Linked DNA regions of Triticum aestivum: region 2 is linked to region 1. Evidence: chromatin contacts called from public Hi-C data. All regions are on one chromosome and are shown on one strand. The core of a region is the stretch at or near the end of the contact, and the rest is flanking DNA. Distances in the headings are between cores, read along the strand shown.

Region 1 (7,497 bases), core at 3,467-5,966:
CATTGGTCCAGGCTGTTAGCAGGTTATCGGATCCAAAATCGAACCCGATAGCTTAATGGCGACCCATTACGGTGGATTCCACGTGTCGGTTACCCTTGACAAAAACACTTCCATGACGCGGCATTTATCGTCATGGAACTGGACACTCATTGAAGTGGTAAGTGGGCGTAAGGCCTATGTATTTCTTATCAGTGGGATTTATTACCTTGAATTCGGTGAATCTGCGGCCACTAATGCCATTCAGAGACTCTTGGCCATTTCGGCTTTCGCACCATATGATCCCTGCTCATCTGCCCACAACAAAACGGAATTTTTTTATTTTCAGTGATGATAATTTCAGTATTGTCACGGAACACTTCTACGACAACACATGTATGACTATCTTGATTCTGTCATAAAATCGTCATACATGTACATGCATGACAGAAAACATGACCTGCTGTGACAAAGACTTATCATCGCGGGAGTGTTTTTTTGTAGTGCCTTTTCCTCTAAAGCCGAGGAAGAAGGGAAGCTTGAGGGAGTGGAGGTGCGTAGGGAAGCAAGAGCCATCACTAATCTATTGTTTGCAGATGATTCATTAATCCCGATGAAGGCCAATACTGAGAATGTTGAGTGTGTGAAAGAAATCCTTGCATCATATTGTGCCCTAATACTAGAGTTAGTGTGGACAAGTCAAGTGTATTTTTTAGTCCTAATGCTATAGTTGAGATGAAGGAATAAATTTGCAGCAGTTTGAGTATAATGGTCGTGGCATATCGGATACTTATCTAGGCTTAACATCCACGGTGGGTTTAGGTAGGACATATTGTTTCCAGCTTTTGGTGGACCGAGTTATGAAAAGAATTATGGGATGGAAGAAAAGGCAACTTTCAACAGGAGGAAAGGAAGTGCTACTCAAATTAGTTGTACAGGCTATACCATCTTATGCAATGTTGATTTTCAAAATTCCAAAACAGATTTGTAAAGGAATTACAGATGCGATGTCGCATTATTGGTCCGGTGATAGTGACAATCAGAGGAGAATACACCGGTTTGCATGGTGGAAGTTGTGTGTGCCAAAGAAAGAAGGTGGAATAGGATTTCGGGATATTCATTGTTTTAACCTAGCCTTGCTTGCGAAACAGGCTTGGAGATTAATTGGTAATTTGGATTCCCTTTGTGCCCATGTTCTCAAAGCCAAATATTATCCAGATTGTGATATATTGAATGCAACTCTGGAAAAGAGAGCCTCATTCACATGACAAAGTATTATGTTGGGGATGCAGACACTAAAAATAGGTCATATATCGAGGATCGGTGATGGTAGTTGGACCAATGTTTGAGATGATGAATGGATCCCTAACTCACCTACCAGGAAAGTGATCACGGCTCATGGAGACAATTTACTATCAAAAGTAAGTGATTTCATTGACCCTGTTCCGGGATGTTGGGATGAAGAGTTGGTTCCTCAAACATTCTGACAAGTTGATGTCGCGTAGATCCTTGCGATTTCGTTGTCTGAATTTGATATGTCGGACTTTGTAGCATGGAACTTGTGCAAAAATGGGAGTTTCTTAGTGAGATCGGCATACTTTGCGGAGTGGCACAACCAATATGGACATAAAATACTAGGAGAAAATACAATCGGACCCTCACGGAATTCACCAATATGGGGACAATCTGGAGCTTAAGCTGTCCTGCTAAGGTTAAAATTTTCCTTTGGCGAACTTTGTTAGGAACTTAGGATTGCTACCTTGTCGTCTGACTTTGGATAACAGACATATAAAAGTCAGTGGGAAATGTCCTACATGCGGTATAGAGCGGAGGATACCAAGCACTTGTTAGTCACTTGTGGAAAAGCTAAAGAGGTATGGCGGTTACTGGGTTTGGACTTTGCTATTGATAAAGCATGCGTTGTGCGGGAGAAGTTGTGCTAGAGTATTTATTGCTATAACCAGCTGAAGAATGGGTGTTCCTTGGTCTGGGAAATTCAATGGAAGCAATTGCCATTGGTTCCTGGTATTTATGGTGGGAGAAGAGAAAGTTAGTGCATAATGAAAAGGTCTAAGAACCCAAGTTCATGGCAATGGCAATCAGAGCTTTGGATGTTAACAATACTATGGCGAGTGATGCAAAGGCAACGATCAAGCGACATGGCTGGGAAAGATCAAGGAGCAACTATGTGAAGCTAAATGTGGATGGGGCTTTTGACCCAGACTTACTCAAGGGCTCGTGTGGCGCTGTCATCAGAGACTCGAATGACAGATTCGTCGTGGCGGGAAACGGGGAAATCAATTGGTGCAGAGATGCGCTTATGGCCGAGGTACCGGCCTTACAGTTTGGTCTCAGTTTGGCAACTACATTCGGGTGTAACCGCATAGATGTGAACTTCGACAACATCAAAGTGATAGAGACAATGAAGAATGGAGGTTGCTCTTTCGGTCTATCGGCGGCAGTTTTTGATGATATATATCACCTTGCGTGTGATTTTCCGCACTTTTTTAGCATGCTCCTAGAGGCATAATTGTGCTGCCCACGATTTAGCAAAAACTAGATAGAAGTAAGGTGTGTGCGGGGTGGATGAAAGATCCACCCGTAGAGATTGTTGATACTCTTGTAAAAGATAATATGATAATCACCTTGCAATAAAGAGTACTTTGATGTCAAAAAAGGTTATAACGCCACATACAATCAAATTAAAAGTCAACATGCATAGTAGTTTTTTTCAACACAGTACCATAGAAGTCGATCACATACACAAGGATACGCTCACCTATATGAACGCATGCACCCACACCCTACCCATGTAAATTAGTTAGTTATAACTAAGTAATCTTTACCTAATAATAAAGCTACTGCTGCTTCTGGTCGTATGTTGTAGGCATTTTTGTAAAAACGTCCCTGTGTTTTTTTGATATTCAACCCACAGTCCTATTTTAAGTGGCAAAATGGAACATTTTTCGAATTTTATGCAAACCCCCTACACTTTTCAGGTAATCAACCTGCAGTTCACTTTTAAGTGACAAATTGGATCTTTTTTGCGTTTTTTATAAAAAAACACCATGTCTTTTATGCTAATTAACCCGCAGTCTACGTAGAACAAATGTTTTTTTTGAAATATCCATATCTTTTAAACCATAACTCCAATTTTAACATGTTATACATGAAATTTGATTAGAAAGATGAGTAGAATCCGAATATGATGTTATTTTTACCTCTTAACTATTTAAAAGAAATGCTATTTAGAGTGCAACCTTAATCAATAGCGTACAAACAAATTGGAGACGAAATAAATGTAGCAAGAGAAAAACCTCGTCTTATGCCACGAGAGAGACGGTTTATGATTGACCACGTTCAAGCGCGTTGTGGTTCTATAAGCACTATGATCATCGTATGCAAGAATGCAACGACGGACAAATGTCAACAAGATAGGGTGTCATGTTGAAATAAAGAACATGTACCTGTTGGTTTCTTGACTCATGATTATTTGGGTTATGGGTATGTGGTATCTTCTTCTCTCGTTGCAACCCACGGGTTTTTTTGCTAGTACTTTATTAATACATGGTTCACTTTTTTTTGAGGGAATACATGGTTCACTTTATACTCTCACAATACTTCTTGGATCCGTGCTGCAGCTGAGTGTTAATATATAACCCACTTGCGAACCAGCCTGTGGTTGGATAGTTAGGAGCACATTGCTATCTCGTGCCCACCAGAGTTCAAGTCTCAGACTTGACATTGATGCTCGCATTTTCTTGTACTTATTCAGACTTCCGATAATGTGCGTTTAGCGGGAGGAGACGTTCCCGTCGACTATGAAATTCGGCCAGCGGTCCGATTGTTAACGCTTTCTTTTAACAAATGTTAAACACGCATATAGAAAATATTTCTGTTTTTAAGACAAAAAATGTACAATGTTTATGGGAAAAGTAGACATCAAAAGATATATGTTTTTAAAATATTTAACCATGTACTTTAAAAATGTTAAACACACATATAAATGTTTGTATACAAAAAAAGTACAATGTGTATGTAGAAAATAGACATAAAAATATGTTTAATTTTTTTAATCACGTATCTGGAATTTTTTAATGTATATATAAAAAACATTCCTGATATATAAAAATATAAAATATGTATGAAAAATGTACTCATAAAATGTTAAAAAGTTGTTCAAAATGTGTATGAAAACAGAGAAAGAAAGAAAAAATCAATGAAAATATACTGGTAAAAACAGAGAAAGAAACGAAATATCCCCGTGAAAAACAAAGAAAGAACAGAAAAATGAAAAAAAAGGTGAATAAAAAAATAAATGAAACATAAAAGTCACGTAGAGGAAACCGAAGCAACAGCGAGCCAGCAGTGAGCAAGTGATGATGATGTATTGCACGAATACAGGCTGGCCTAGTACTGTATCACACAGGAAATCTTTCAGGCGAGACTTTATTCGATCTCGCCGTGAGCGAGATATAGCTCCTGCGAGCATACTCAGCTGGCACCATTATGCTTTTTTGTTTTTGTTTTAGGCAATCCATTGTGCTACTACTAAAAAACTATCACAGCGGCCCATGCATGATGTGGCCCGAACCGCCTGAGCCACGCATATTGGATCACGGCCCGAACGCCGGAGCCGTTCGGTCGCGAAGCTTCTGCGGCCCAGACGAACATATGGTACGCTTTCCTGACAAACGACCGCCACGTGATGCCATCCGATCTCTCTTTATCTTTCTCTCTCCTACACGCCGAGACCAAACCGAAACACTTTCTCTCTCTCCCTTGTTTCTCGTGCTCGGAAACCCTAGCCGCACGAAGACTTCGCCTCGCCCCCACATCGCCCGCCGTCTGACCTGCCTACGAGGGCGAACGATGGCCGCGGAGAACTACTGGAGGTACGCCGACGCGCGGCAGCAGCAGGCCATGGTGGCGGCTGCGGCGGCCGCGGCGGGGATGGCCCCTGCAGCTACCGTTGCGCAGGCCGCGACGGCCGCGGGGGGCATGCAGCAGCACCAGCACCAGCACCAGCACCAGCAGGCGGCGATGGCGCAACAGCAGCAGCAGCAGCAACAGCAGCAGCAGGCGGCCGCGCCGTCGCTTAAGCGCGCGCGCCCAGACTATGGCGGTGAGTTCGCGGCCCTCGGATCTGCCCCCTAGAATCTAGATCTGGATCCTTTTGTTCTCGCTATGATGGTTGTTTTGCTCTTTATGTCGTTGTTTGTGCTTGTGCGTCTGTATTGTCTCGTGGTTAGTGGTAGTTTTGGTTTTATATAGTTGTAGATGAGATATTGCTTAGATCTAGTAATACGGTCACTAATTTTGTAAACGTCGTAGCGGGTTTAGCCTATATGGGGGTAATACTCCAGCATTATCATAGCACTAGATCGATACCCGTACCAGAACTACTACCTTTTATTTTAGAGTCTAAAAAAGGGTTGATTTTCTACCACAAATCTGTCCGGAGTATTTTCAAGAACGATACCGAGAGATGCTTGCAGGCTTGAAAAACTCAAGTGATACATGTGGTAAATCTGCTGATTGGACTTTTGGTGCAATAATTGTTGCCACATCACTTCGTCTCCCCGGTTCCGTTGCTAGAGGAAAAATAATAGATGTACTCTTCAAATCTGGCTCTCGTAGCTCAATTTTAGTCAGAGCTTTTTGTTGGTTGTTTGGATTTCATTATACCAGTTTTTAATAGTTAGTACCAAATGTGTGTGTGGATCAATGGTGTGTAACGACTGGTGTTGCCTGCCTTATAAGAAATCCTGGAGTTCTCATGACAGTTAAATGCTTGTATGTAGCTACTCTAACTTCTCTAACTGTTAGTGTGCTTCCATATTTTCTCCTTGTAATTATGCCCTTTTTATAACTTGTTTATCTACTGAATATTCTTAGTTTGCTGGTTATATTAATTAAAGATATTGTTGGCTAGTGAGATTTACATGAAACCTTGTTTTTTTTATTGTTTTTGCAGATGGTCCTGGAGGACAAGAGATGGCTGGATATTATCCGCGGGAAAATGCAGGTTACCACTCACTTAGAGACAATGAAGCAATTGGAGCATCTTACGACCGCTACTTACGCAATGGGGTATTGTTAACTTCGTTGTAAGAACTCACATAATTATTCTGAGCACTTTGTCTTGATACTTTAGCCTTGTTCTTGTGCTTCTAGATGCCTTCTGTGGCAGCCAATGAACCAAGTAGGGCAGTTGTTGGTGCCATGGGTGGAGCTGCAATGGTTGGTGGTGGAATGAGTGGATATCCTGTTGATGACCACCGTATGATGGGTGTCGTTGGTATGGACAGCAGAGCCATGGGGTATGGTGCAAGACCTGAGCCTCCTCTTCCCCCGGATGCATCCAACACCTTGTATATTGAAGGTCTGCCTGCAAACTGCACCCGTAGGGAGGTTTCACGTATCCTTATAAGCTATGTTGCTACCATGATGTGCTTAACTTCATTTCTTAATTGATGGTTGAGTATTCTTTGATGTCACACCACTGATATTCATCATATAGTTCCTTTCCTGTTGGTTAATGACACTCTTGTTCTTGCAGCCTTTATCTTTGTTGTTCAGTCCCTCTCCATTTATTTTATATGCCCTGACAAGCTGCTTGTTCAATATGATGCACCAGCAGAGAATTTAGAAGTGTATCATCTCGCTCCATAAGTGCTTTTGCTCCTTAACCTTCTCCACTACAGATATATTCCGCCCTTTTGTTGGTTTCCGTGAAGTGAGGCTTGTCAACAAAGAGTCAAGACACGTATGTATATTTTGCCCTTCTGTTGGTTTATTTGTGTTAAGAAACTGTATATTATATTTTAATGATGACATATCTTGACCTGTCAACTTTGCTGCAGCCTGGTGGAGATCCTCATGTCCTGTGTTTCGTTGATTTTGATAGCCCTGCCCAAGCTACTATTGCACTTGAAGCCCTGCAAGGTGAAAATACTTGTGTTTGCAGATTTGGATTATGTAGTTGTATAGATAATCATACTTTTATCTCTGATAATATTCAGTATTGTATGTTTTCATTTTTGGTTTACATATTTGTGCATTCCCCATTAGTTTGTTCTCAAGCTTGCTTTGAAATTGGTAAGCATGATCAATTGTCTGTTGTACTTTCTTTGTGCAATATCTGCAGCATAGGTAGATTGTGCTTTAGGGATAGTGACCAGTTGACCTTAGCTGGCATTAATAGCCAAAAACTCACCTTTCGCTGCGCTGGGATAATACTAGAATATTTATTCGGACCATGATTTTTCTAGGGCATTTTATTGTATGTGTAGAATTTGCAATTTTGGTTCTAGAGATTAGTGTGAAGTCATTTGACCATCTATACGTTGCTCGGCTCTGCAGTACTGTACAGTTCGAACATCCACGTCAATGTATCCTTGCCAATCTATTCCAGTTTATAGTTGTTTCTGTATCTCTTTTCCTATGTGTTGTTGGATCTAATGCTCACACCTGAATCCTTGATGGCATGGCGTTAACGTTTGAGGTTCGTTATGTTGT
Region 2 (7,124 bases), core at 3,796-6,295, 720 kb after region 1:
GTGGCGGGGAGGAGAATCCCGGTGCATCCACTCCAGGTAGTAGTTTAGGTTAGGTTTCTTTAGTCCTCACAGGTGCGGTGCTCGGGCAGATAGCAGCGCTGCTTCTTCGAGTTTGTATTTCGGGCTTTCATCCTCCTCGAGTTCGTCATTTTGGACGTAATCGACGGAGCTCCAGCGTAGATTCCCGTCATCTCCTCGGGGCAGTGAGGTTAGGCTTTCTCGTCATGTGGCGAGATTTGGTGTCAAATGCTTCAGATCTATGCAAGGGTTCAATGACAACGACTGCGGCTTCAGAGCACTGGTCCTTAGGGGCAAATGCACGAAGACTTTCCGGCTGTCATCGACAAAGTCAAGCGGGCTCCAGTAGGGGAGCAGTGACAGCGGCAAGTTCTGACGGTTGTAGTGGTTGTTCGGTAGTTTTGGAATCCTGATGTCAATTTTATTATGTCTGAGATGCTTTGTACTTTTGAAGAACTTTTATAATAGATACATTTTCCTAAAAAATAAAACAAATAATAGAGTGGTATATAACTACATATAATTGATCAAGCTGACGTGCACATCGCAAGTAAATTTGGTTGGTGTACTTACAACTCCAAAGTTACACCTTTGAAAATATATCCATTTCTAAATCGTCACGTATTTTGCAATGAAGATGGTAGATGTGTGTGTGTGAGAGAGAGAGGGAAATATTTGCATAGGATAAAAAAAACGTACTAATAGTTTTGGGAAAATGCTAGACTTACCTAAGGTTTTTACGTAACCTGCATAAACTACTTTTCCCTCTAACTACCCCCCCCCCCTTCTGATTTTCAGGGTGGGCCCCAGCCCCCACTAAAGCTCAATTAAAGACTGCCAAATCTCCCCATAGGTAAGGTATGTAAGAACCCCTTTGTAGATGTAGCATTGCTCATAGTTTTGATATGGAAATTTTTTTTGTTGATTGTTGATTTTTTTTATAGCTAAGCAATCGTGTCAAACGGTGGTTTCTTTTCCTTTTTAAGTAGTATAAGAATAAGAAAGTATAGCTGACTGTTTCAAAGTCGTTTGCACCCAGGTCTTGGTCGATAAAGCTAAGGTCCATCATTGTCTTGACCGTCGCACTCGTGTGCCATTTCAGAGAGGGCATTAGCCGGTAGGTATATCTTTGGACGAGATATTCCGTGCTAATGGCATCGCCAAGCTATTCCGTATGCTCCCCTAAAAAAAAGCTATTCCATATGCATCGTGCAAACTTACTTGATCAACATAATAATAAAAAGGTGAAAGCAGCCGTCGTGCAAAAATGTACTATGTGTGCATATATGTGTGATGGACGTAGAGCGCGTGCGTGCAACTTGGTTCGATCTACCGGGAGTGGCGCGTCCACGTACGCGCCGACAGGGACAGCAACTCAATCGGCATCTGGCGCGCGCGTGCGACAATGAAGGCCAAGCTAGGCGCACACACGCTCGCTTGGGCAGCTAGCGATGACTCCAAAGTTGCCATCGATTGATCCATCCCCCACTGCATATACATTCATTTTTTTAATTTTTACTTTTTTTTTTTTGCGGGATGGGGGGTAATAGACATTCATACACCAACAGACCGAAAAAGCATCAAATCGCGGCCGATTTGCTTGGATCCGTATATATATTATTTCCATATATTATTCGCTGCCGCTATCCCGAATCAAGTGGCTGAAGCCGATCTCATCCGTCCGCGCGCGAGGCGATAAAAAAGATCTGGCTAGCTCCGTCGATGATGTCAATTTCAGAAGATCATCTCTCAGGTGTTATTCTTGTGTACTGTAGCGACATCGTTTTCTTGACTTCGTCAGCGGCCAGACGACAAGCAACAACCAAGCGATCCTGTGATCCATCGATCTTGATGCGCAGCCTGATACAGTAACATAATTTAATTATTGACCTGCCGGAATGTGATTGGCAATGATTGAGGCCGGCAAACTATTTCCTTTTGAACTGTGCTTCCGACCAGTCAGATGGTGCTATCTCACGGGACGGGACGCATATATACAAACTAATAAGAGAATAAACAGGAATATACAAAAGCGTTCCTTAGTTCTCAACACTGTCTTTTTATTGAAAACATGTGGTAGATACAACTTGTTAGATATAATTTTTTAGGATTAACTTTAACACATGAACTTAATCTCATGATTAGAACACCTTTTATGCAAAATAGTAGTGACTAACCGTGATTGGCAGGGACCAATAGAAGATAGCCCATGGCTGCACCTTGGGGTCTCCGGCAGTAAAGGCATGGTCGAGGAAGAAGGGCAGCACCACCTGGGTGACATAGATGGCAGCAGGGAGAGTCACTGACATGGCCCTCGTGCCATCCGTTGGTGGAGATAAAGCAGCTGATCGCTGGTGGCAGCAGGAAGCCGCCAGCACTGATATGGTGGCCGGCGGTGGTAGACGGTCTTCTAGCCCTTTTAACCATTTTTTTGGGCGGCTTAACAAATAAGCTACCTCTCCCCAGCTTAAAAAATAAGTTGATCCCAAAAGAATTTGAGGCTTCTAAATTAGTTATCTCATAACTAGTTCAAAAGCCTCAATAAATGATGCTAATGGCTTATGGGAAAAGCGAGGGAGGAGGCGGCTTATTTTTTAAGCCGCCAAAAAAACTGACCCTAACACTTCCTTTTATGGATCGGTGGTTAGGAGTCTGTGGGGTCTAGCCCGTATATCTCACCTATGCAAATGTGTACGTTCTCTTTTTATATACGTGATAGTGCTAAGGAACCAGAGACCGAAACCGAACGTTAGTTTTGGCGTGCCTCCGATCAAAGCACAAAAATGGGAAAAGACTCCCCCTATTCTCTCGGTCAATGACAACGTGAGATCAACTCTAACACAACTGATACTTGCATTAAAATAAATATTTTTACATAGGAACTTGTAGTAGTACATCTCTAGGCAGCAAACCGGAAGCACAAGAAAACTGTCACACTCACTTCCTGATAGTAGCTCATAACTACGCAATTAAACATCTACCCTGCTAAGAACAGTAAAGGACAGCAGTACACGTACCAGGGCCGGACCTATTGTAGTAGCAGGTACATTTCCAAAGCGGGACACTACATTACCACTACACTACACGCACTGATAGTAGTAAAGAAGAAGAGGCCAACGTCTACCCTGCCCGCATGGCCCAGCCACGTCATCACACAGCACGCCTCGGCCTCAGCCTTGCCTCCAGCGGAGCTGCCATCTCACACGACAGCCCCAGCACCTCAGACAAGTCCACGCCACCTGGCCCGTCGGACGACGGCGGCGTCCACTCGAACTCGTGCAGCAGCGTGGCAACCCAGAATCCGACGGTGGCGATCGCGAGCGACTTGCCGGGGCAGCTCCGCCTGCCCGACCCGAACGGCGCGAGCCTGAGATCGGAACCCGTTAAAGAGAACTCAGCGCCGGCGGCGGCGTGGTCCGACGATGGCCCGGCGAGGAACCGTTCTGGCTTGAACTCCGCCGGCTTGTCCCACACGACTGGGTCGTGGGTTATGGCCCACATGTTGACCATGACAGTGGTCCCCGCGGGGACAAGTAACCCATCTACGTGGACGTCTGACGTGGCAAGCCGCGCCCACGACAGCAGTGGGCCTGGTGGGTGAAGGCGCAGGACCTCCTTGACCACGGCCTGGAGAAAGACGAGCGAGGCGGCGTCCGACTCGGTCACGGCCCGGTTCGGCCCGACCACCCGGTCCAGCTCCTCGTGGACCCTCGCCTGCACGTCCTGGTGCAGCACCAGCCGGGCCAGCACCCATTCGATCACCACTGCCACGGTGTCGGTGCCACGAAAGATCATCTCCTGCAACCCACACAGAAAACATTTCTCGTTATGAGCAAGCTAATTATCGGACACATGCATATCTATTTAAGTGTTCATTCGTGTTTTCCATTTAAGCGTATGAACGAACATACCCAGAGGACGGCGATCATGTCGGCGTCGGAGAGCTTGTCGCTGCCTTGGAGGGACAGCAGGACGTCGGTGAAGTCTACCACGGCGTCGGCGTCGTCGTTCCGGGCGGCACGGTGCTCGTCGATGATCCTGCCGACGAAGCAGTTCACGCGGGGGACCAGGGCGGAGCACCTGGACCGGATCTTCTGCGGGTCGAAGCGTGCGAGCCACGGGAGGTGGTCGGACCAATTGAGCTGGCCGAGCAGGTCGTAGCCTTCGTCGACCAGACTCTTGAGCTCCGCGGCCTCCCCGCTCCCGGCCTCGTCCAGCTCGTACCTCCGGCCGAAAACGGACCACATCACGTTGTGCAGCGACGCGCGTTTCAGGAACCGCCGCGCCTCGACGTGCTTGACGCCAGCGCCGCCGACGGGCCTCATGGCATCCACCATCTGGCGTGCGATCACTGCGCGCTGCGCGGCGGAGGCGGCCACCTGCCGCGGCGAGAAGAGGTGCGAGGACGACACGCGGCGGAGCGTGCGCCAGTAGGCGCCGTAGGGGGCGAACCCGATGGCGCGATGGAACATAAGCCCGTAGGCGGACTCCTTGACCGGCCGGTCGGCGAACGCCGGGCTAGCCAGCAGCTCTCTCGCCACGTCAGGGTCGGCGGTCACCACCACCCGGGTCTCCCCCATGGAGAACGCCATGAGCCGCCGGCGCCTGACGTTTCCCGCCGCCGCCGCCGCGAGCTTCCGGTGCGCGAGGCCGGTCATGAGGCCCATGCTGCCGATCACGGGGAAGCCCCGTGGCCCCGGGATACGGGCCTCGCCAATGCCCAGACCCTTCCTCGTCCACCAATACCTCCCCCACGCCGCACCACCCTGAGACGCCCAGCGCAGGAGCGACGTGACGACGAAGGCGGCGAGGAGAACGGCAACAAAGCCTACCACTCGGTAAGGCTCGCCGTCGCCGTTGGCGCAGCATTTGGCGGCGAGGGAAACGTACAGCAGCCAGCCGCACTCCTCGGATGGAGCCATGTCAACGTACGTGCACGTACTTTTCCCTCGTTCTCGCGCTGAGGCCGAAACACTAGGAGGCCAAATGAAAGGACGGATTGAGCTGGAAAGTCAAGTGCAGTTTGAGTTTGGGAGGACGAGACCGCGGGGCACCGCCTTTTATAGCGGCGGAGTCCATGTAAAGTGATAAATGATTTTTTTAAACCCCTGATCAAATAACAAGAGTCTTACAATTAAAGAAAAGGCATGTCCTATTTTAACCCTTTATTAGTAATTGTCTCACCACATATTTAGAGATATTTTATTATTAAAAATAAGACGAAGAAATAACTCATTGTACAGTACTTTATATTGTCTTCTAACAAATACATGACGGGCTTAAGATAAGATAGTCTTATTAACTGCTAATACATGCCTAATGTGTGCTTGCCTTGTGTCTGTGTGGATAAGGCTGTAAGAAAAGCTCGAGGGCTTGTGAGTGGTTCAAAATTGACTGAAAAAGAAATGAACAGTGGATGACTACTCTATGTAACTCGATCGAGAGACAAGCCAATCTTGACGCAACATTGGCTCGCTCTATACCTTGATAAAATATAATTATATTAAGTATTTCTGGTATCTATTAAAAAAAGGATAATTTATAATTATATGTGTTGTGTATGATTTTTCTTGATTTTATCTACTAGCAGAAACATTAAAGCTTGATTGATAACAAGTTAGGCTTTAATAGCCGTGTGTTAAATATCTTATTTTTTTCTAAAGTTTAAGAATAGACACATGTTCATTTTATTTTCTTGCTAGTTCATCCATGATCTCTGATATATTTTTACTAAATCCTTATCTGGTAGGGAATAATATTTTATAGTGGGTTCTTATGTTGTGTTGTGGCCTTTTTTGTTACAAATGTTCCTCTAAATTATTGGAAGAAAAAAAACTTATTTAGCTCTAAACCCACTCAAAATAGTTACAAGCAGAGCACGAGCTACTTTCTACAACTTGATCTTACGTTTCGTTGAAATCTTAGTATAACTTGAGCCGAGCACTAGTGCAACTCATTTGAAGTTGAGCTGAGCACTAGTGCAACTCATTTGAAGTCGACTCGTCTTCAGCCCTATATATGGCTCGTGAGGGCATCGCCTACGCTACCTCCTAAACGGACATAGTATATGTCCGCGTTCGCGTTCACGAATAGTGATACGGAGCCGGCCATCCAACCCTATCATCAGACATCCAGACACATTGCAAACATAATTTGATCAAACTAGACAATTTTCATGCAAGCCAGATGATTTTATTTAAATCGAACCAAACTCATGGCATTTTTAATATATTTTATTAAGCAAAAATGAACACAACATTTTATAAATCTTTGCCGGCCATGGAGGCGTCCCTGTTCCACGTCCCATCTTTCCCATGTCCGACGAGCTCAGCATCTTTGCCGGCCATGGAGGCATCTCTGTTCCACGTCCTGTGTTCCCCATGTCTGGCGAGCTCAGTAGCCATGAGCTCCGAGAAGTGAACTTGCGAATCGCCAGCAAGGGGAAGAGTAGGACATGGGACACGGAGCTTCCCCGCATGGGAAACGAGATATGCCAAGATCCATGTCCGACCTCCTGCTCTTCCTCGTCGGAGTCAGTCGTGTGGACGTCGCCGGTAGAGTGAGGTCCACGAGCGACACAGACGAGCAAACCTCGTCGTCGTCGTAGCCCAACGCAAACCGCGCGAACGACGCGGAGTTGCCCATGTTCCTGTTCGCTATCCCCTAGCCCGCGTCGCCTTCGCGTCCAAGATTGTGTTGCAGCCGACGTGAGCGCTACTGCGCGTAGCCTCGTAAAGCGCTTGTTTTTGCTTGACAAAGTCGAGGTCCTCCGCTAACGAACTCACCGTACATTGCCCTTTCCACCATCCGGATACGCGAGGAGAGCAGGGTTGTAGCGCCGGTCCTCTTGCGCGAGCCAGAACGCCGTCACCGTCTGCTTCTCCTCCATGACATTGTTAAAATATGTACGCGCATGTGGTGAAGACGGCATGGATCGACGTGGACACGGTGTCGACTCATTGTCAGACACCTTGGTCCACATGTTTGTGGCGATTTGATGGTCGGCGAAGATGCCCTAGTCCCACTACACTACTACTACCTCTGTCCTCGTATATTGGTCCACTTTGTAATCCGTGCCAAATTTTAACCAAATATTTAACTAACAA

Evidence for each region. A called contact is a pair of places that touch in the nucleus more often than the background predicts.
Region 2: a Hi-C map of leaf shows a contact between it and region 1, with 2.5 times the contacts expected there. The contact joins the promoter of LOC123166011 here to the promoter of LOC123164316 in region 1. A contact is called at or near these places in 2 of 5 Hi-C or Micro-C datasets (both in leaf).

What each region holds. Positions count from the first base shown.
Region 1 is chr7D:259,519,195-259,526,691 of IWGSC CS RefSeq v2.1, forward strand. It overlaps LOC123164316 (nuclear speckle RNA-binding protein A), which reads left to right and starts at 4,717. Exons shown (of 6, transcript XM_044581739.1): 1 at 4,717-5,101; 2 at 5,954-6,069; 3 at 6,154-6,397; 4 at 6,684-6,745; 5 at 6,843-6,924. The coding sequence starts at 4,849.
Region 2 is chr7D:260,239,380-260,246,503 of IWGSC CS RefSeq v2.1, forward strand. LOC123166011 (cytochrome P450 78A9) reads right to left here and starts at 5,046. Exons shown (of 2, transcript XM_044583770.1): 1 at 3,930-5,046; 2 at 2,848-3,816. The coding sequence starts at 4,940. The coding sequence ends at 3,169.